Regions from separate parts of the Arachis hypogaea genome. Here region 2 is linked to region 1. A link is a contact called in public Hi-C data. All regions are on one chromosome and are shown on one strand. The core of a region is the stretch at or near the end of the contact, and the rest is flanking DNA. Distances in the headings are between cores, read along the strand shown.

What was found. Hi-C and Micro-C count contacts between places; a contact is called where the count stands out from the background.
Region 2: a contact with region 1 is called in a Hi-C map of leaf, with 2.1 times the contacts expected there. The contact joins the promoter of LOC112800959 here to the enhancer-like site in region 1. A contact is called at or near these places in 4 of 8 Hi-C or Micro-C datasets (leaf and an unstated tissue).

Annotation. Positions count from the first base shown.
Region 1 is chr5:23,648,072-23,651,367 of arahy.Tifrunner.gnm2.J5K5, forward strand. No RefSeq gene overlaps it. Among protein-coding and RNA genes, the nearest start is that of LOC140184850, 22 kb to the left of the region's middle. Within about 2 kb of position 1,685, at least 2 of the 3 cell types and tissues checked have open chromatin away from gene starts, as enhancers often do.
Region 2 is chr5:23,757,932-23,761,227 of arahy.Tifrunner.gnm2.J5K5, forward strand. It overlaps LOC112800959, which reads left to right and starts at 1,645. Exons shown (of 5, transcript XR_011881875.1): 1 at 1,645-2,237; 2 at 2,523-2,705.

The sequences.
Region 1 (3,296 bases), core at 435-2,934:
AGGAAGAAATTTGATTGTGAATGGAATTCGGCATCAACAATTAGTTAAAGGTAAATTTAAATATTTATTAACATATTATATTATTTTTTTTAGTTACTCACGGTATTTCTCAATCTGACAACTCAAGGACTAATTCTTTGCGAATCTGAATTCCATTTAAAAAAACTAATTTTGCAAAATACCTTCTTAAATGCTTTAAAAAATATTCCTAACTTTGTAAAACCATAAATATAAACATATAAATTTTTTTATTTATTTTTTTACCAAAAATAAAGAAATTTGAATCCACGACCTCGTAGATGAATATGAAAAGACTATCATTTGAATCATAACTTACGTTTTTTTTTTTTTATTTAACAAACACCTTTTTTGTGATTTTGAGAAACATAAACATCTCTAAAGTTGGCTTGAACTATAATTCTGACCAATAAATTATGCTGATCAAATACATAAACAAACGTACAACTAAACAACGAAGATAAAAGAAAAAATACACATAGAAATTACACGTCAAATATTTCCTTATGATTTAAACTAGCATGCATCCCAAGGAAAAAAATTTCATAATTGGGACGTATGCGTGAATTTTCAAAATATGATATATTTTTTTTGTATTTTCCAAAATATAAAAGGACAATTTTTAAAAAGTCAATCAGTAGGAATCATTTGTGTTTTTACAAAAATAAAAATAAAAAAGAGTAATATGGTCGAAGACAATCTGTATTTCTTCGAAAAAATATATTAAAAAGCATGCGTTTTTCAAAAAATAAAAAAATCATCGAAGTCGATTTGTGTTTTTTTGAAAAATAAAAAATAAAATAATATAATCACTAAATACGATCTGTATTTTGTCAAAGAAAAAAAAAAGGATAATCGACCGTAACAATTTCTACTTTCTCTATTTCATCACTTTACTTTTCTTCTACCATATTGGTGCTAATCACCAATCTCAGCATCATATAAGAAATAAACTGGCATTCCAACAACGGCTAGTTTTAAATTTTTAGATATCAATATAATTTTTATTTTATTTATTTAATATTATTAGAATTAGTGGGATGAGTTGGTATTGTGAGAGAGAGCAAAGCAATTTTATAACCTCTAATAGACAATTTGATTGAGGTATCAGTGTAAAGCAGTTCAGAGATTATGAGAGAGAGACTAAGAGAGACTAAGTAGTCTATCAGTGTAAACTAGTTGAGAGATTAGTTCCTTCTCACATTATTAAAAATAAAATAAAATAAAAAATAAAAAATTACTTACTACTTTTTACGTCAGTTTACTACTACATATCCTCGTAATGCTATTTTTTTACATGAAATTGATGATTGTCCAAAGATTTTAAGGAATGAAAATAAAGAAATTTTAAAAAATAATGAGAATTTATTATTTTTTAATTATTAATTAATTATTAATATTTAAAATATAAGTTAAAGTATATTATTAGAATATTAAACTAAAAAAATTAAATTATATATTAACTAAAAATAATAATAAATTTTGATAACTTTTTACCATTTTTCGTAAAGATATTTTCGTTGCTATCAAATTATCATTGTTAATTCCCTTAATTTGAAGATGCCAAGTTCACATAAGCGGAAAAGATAATTAATAGTGTCCAACCTATAATCTTTCTCTTTCACATGCTTGGACATTTTCATCATGGTACGTTGTCTAGTTGGCACTTTGTTCAATTTTAATTTCTAGCACCGTAGAAGAAATGCAGGTTAGTTGAATATTGACCGTTCTTGTCCCCTGGTCTCCCAAAATCCTTTGAAATTTTTAAGGTCCAATTAACTGCCTTAATATTTTTCTAGAGGCTACTATATATTGGATGCTGATATTTTTGAATGTATATAAGTCAACTCTTTTATATGTGCATACTATCTAGAATTTGATAGCCATGTATATCTAGGGTATACATTTTTCTTTTCTTTTAAAGTAAAAAAAAAATATATGACATTATTTTCAGAAAATAAATAACTTTAAGAAATGACACAATAATGATACAACAAACCTATTCGAATAAAGGATAAATAGCTTATATATGAATAGTAGCAGGTTAGTATAAATATTTAGATTAATTAAAAATAAATATTCTGAATAAAATACTATTACTAGTATTATATTTAAGATCAATGTAATATTAAAAAGTCAAATTTTTTAATCAATATCAATTATTCTTTTTAAAATTATTTTATTTATTTTAAATTTTAGATTTAAATTATATATTTTTAATTTTAAATCTTAAATTAAAAAATTTTAAAAATTAACTAATATTAATAATTAACTAAAAATTAATTCTTTATACTTTCTCTTCTAATAAGAACATGCCTCAAATCAAGCTTATAGAATTTATGAAACCCAAACTCTATCTGATTCATCCTCTCGCTTTAATTTCCAAGAAAGTATAAAGAAATTGCATCCTATTGTTGTGTTTTTGATGTTCTTAGAATAAAAACGTGCAACTACTTCTGAACATGGTGTACTTTGATCTGAGTCAGAGCATAACTCATACATTATACGTGCCTTGCTTTACATTATACACGTAATTTAGTTTATTTTTAATATATATTAAAAAATGAATTTTTAATATATATTAAAAAATGAATTTTTAATTTTTTAATTATTTAATAAAGTGTGATCTTTTATTTTATATTTTTTAAATAAAATAAAAAAATAAAAAAAGATATTGAATGATTAAAAAATATATTTTATCAAATAATTGAGAGAGAAAGTTTAAGAAGATTCATTTCTTATATACTGTAATTAGAAGTGGCAAACGGACTAGTTTGTTCCGCCCATTTAGTAAGGCGGTCGAAAATTTTCTTCCATCCCACTTAAAGGTGGACTAATGAGTTGGCGGGCCAAATCTCTCAGAATCATTTTTTTAACATTAAATATTAATAATATATAATTCCACAATTATTTTAATAAATTTATATTTTTTAAAGACATAAAAAAATTATAATTTTTAAATTTATAAATATTAAAATCTTTATAATTATAAATATATGATAAACATAATCATTAATCAAATATTTTAAAATAAAAAAATAAAATTAACACTATTTAAAATAAAATAAACATTGTCTAAACTATATAATTAAATATTTTTAAATTTTTAATAAATCAAACATAGAACATAATCTAAATTATAATTTAAATAAAACTGAAGAAATAATCTAAATACAAACATAAATTTTTTTTATAAAAGACCTTAACCCAAAAATAAAAATGACCGCCTAGTCGGGAGAATCCATCCTTTAACACTATCCATCGAAGCCTGTAATTTA
Region 2 (3,296 bases), core at 395-2,894, 110 kb after region 1:
TATTATTTTTAATTTTTTATTAAAGACAGCATAATATTTTGTAGAAACAGAAAATGACCTAGTAATATATTTATTTAGGTAGTGTCTGGTAAAAAGACAAAGACTGAAAGACTGACATTGAGAGACAGAGACTTAGAGACAGTGACTGAAATAAATTTTAATATTCTGTTTGGTGCAAAGTGGGAAACAGAAATTGAAACAAGAATGAAGTTCTAATTTAATTTGTACAAAGAGTAAAATTGGAATTAATTAACTAAAATGAGGGTATTTTAGGTATAAAATGTTATTAAAGTTTCAGTATCTGTCTCTAAATATTTCAGTCTCTTATGTCCCTACTTTTTGGAGGTACTGAAATACTGAAATTTTAGGGACAGAGACAGAAATTTTAGTACTAGTCTCTGGCCCAACAAAAATAATATTGAGTCTCAGTCTCTCAATCTCTATTTCAATACCTCGAAACAAACGCTATCTTAATTCTTAAACCTTCTTTATTAGTACTATCTAGTGTTTTTTCTAGTAATATATTTACTTAACTTTTAAACCCTATTTATTAGTACTATCTAGTATGGATTTGCCTTTTATTTTTTAGTTAGTCAGAAGATGAATAAGATAAAAGATAGACAAAAGTAAAGAAAGTTTTAAGAAAATTATTTATAAAGTAGTCAAATAAAGATTATGTGTAACAATCTCTTTATAAATATGATATATAATAAAATTTATCAATAACTATCGTTTGATCTATATAGTCAATTTTACTTAGTAAAACAAGACTTTATTGTTGTTATTGTATTAGTAACTTAAAAGTATAGTTTGTGAAAAGCGAATAAAAATAAAAACTTGACAATGTCATTATGTCAAGGGTACATTAGGAAGAACATATATTTTTTTTGAGGCTAGGAAGAACATATATAAAATTAAACAACGAAATTACTTAATTGATTTTATTAATAGTAAAATTAGAATGATAGTGATAGATTGATAAATACATAAATTAAAATAAAATAGCCAACAAAATATAAATATGTATTATAATAAATAATTTATTTAAATATATTAAATTATTAAATAAAATATTATTTTAATTCGTAACTTTTAGAATAAGTTATAATTTTTTTAATATTTGATATATTTTATTTTTATTCTAAATATTTTATTTTAGTCATATTGTCATAATTAATTTTTTTAAAATATTTTGTTATTATATTATTTTTAGATAACGACAAAAATTATAATTGTAGTAATTATAGAATGATAGTTGCAGTAATTTTAGAGCAAAAATGACTAAATAATAAAAAATAACAATAAAAAAATAAGGTTTTTAGACAAAAAATTTTAATTATGGCTAAAAAATTAAAATAAAACGAAATAAAGCATTTCAAATATTAAAAAAAAATAAACACTTAATTTAAAGGTTAGATATTATAACAATACTTTATCTCAAATTATTTAATAAAAAATACTAAATAGTCATTATAATTTATTATTTTTGACTATTAATTAACTTTTTACAGACTAAAATATATTAAATTATTATACTAAAAAACTTAAATTAATAAATAATTAAATATAATAACCAAAAATAATAAATTTTCGATAATCTTTCAGGATTTCTCTTATTTAATATCTCTTAATTAGTATTGACGTTAGTCAGCTTAAAATAAGCACATCATCATCAAACAATAATGGCACGGAGAGTATAATATATATGGAGTTATACAGGCACAGAAAAAATTGAAAGTCACGCACTTCCCTCATAGCCATATAGCTCAGTGTCCAACTTCACCTAACCGTTTTTTCCGTTAATGGAGTTTTTCACCAAGGCAAAAGCCGTTAAGCTCCGCAGCCACCTCGACAAGTACCTCGTGGCGGACCGGGACCTCGAGAAAGTCCACCAGAGCCGAAAAGGCGACACAAGAAGGGCCAAATGGATCGTTGAAGTCGTGAACGATGACGACATCAACGGCGGCGGCGGCAGCCACCGCGTCCGGCTGAAGAGCTGCCACGGGAGGTATCTTGCCGCTACGGAAACCCCTTTCCTCCTTGGGATGACCGGAAACAGGGTGGTCCAGGCAGAGTTTGACAACAGCCTCAGTTGGAAGTTCGAGTGGGAACCGGTTCGAGACGGTTTCCAGGTCAGGCTCCGGAGCTGGTGCGGGAAGTTTCTCAGAGGGAACGGTGCGACTCTTCCGTGGAGGAACACCGTCACTCACGACGACCCTGTTGCAGGAATTTCAAGTGTATGTTGAAACAGAATCTGTTATCTTATTACTTCACGACATTTGCACTCAAAACTCAAATCAGTACGATGTATTTATATATAGAACCATATTAAGTGTACATTAAAATAAATAAAAATTGCTTTTGTAGGTAATTTTAGTGTATAAATAATATTTTAATTTACATATATTATTATAAATATGGTGCCTAATTGGATCTGTTTCGGCACTAGTAGTAGTAGTTCAATTCGAGTAGTTCTTATCAATTTTGATCTTCCCTTAATAATTTATCTGTTACGTACACAGGGTTGGGTCCTATGGGATGTTGAGGCTGTGGAATTGCCGGAAGAAGAGGAAGATGATGAGGTGGATGAGTATGCTTCTTTGGCTTTCTCCGATGAGTTTTTCGCCCCTTCAGACCCGCCGTCGCCGATGTCCGTTTTCTCCCTCAAGTCTCCGCCAGTGAGGCAGGCCTCCAAGTTGGGTCAGGTGCGTACGTGTACTTTTTTTACGTGTTGATTTAATTGCTGTTTGATTTTTCCATTCTTCATTGATTGAATTTTGATTTTATTTCCCCTTTATTTGGTTTTCCTTTCATGGAAAACTTTTATAAGTTGTGAGATTGTTTGGAAATTATGGGCTTTTGAAGTCCTTAACCAATTTGATTTGAAAATTCTAAAAGGATGATTTCATTGGGTACATGCATTATTTTCTCACGGCAAGTATTAATTATTGATGATTTTTGAAAAGGACAACTCTATAGACCAACATTTTTAACAGACAAACAAAAAAAAAAAAAAGAAGAAAATTAACTATAAAATTAACGCAGACCAACAATTTTCTAAATATATTTCAGAGTAGCAAGGTTTACGTATAAATTCATATGTGAAAATCCTTGTAGATGTAGTGTCAGCCTAGGAATAACTCTTTCATCTAAAAATGTGAATGTTTCACATCCGGGAATCATGATCATAGATAATCCTTTTCTTTAAATTTTGGCCCAACTCGTAAGACACAGTATAATCCATCTACCATAAGTTAACTTTCTCTTTTTACTATTTAGGTAAGATCGCCTCTAAA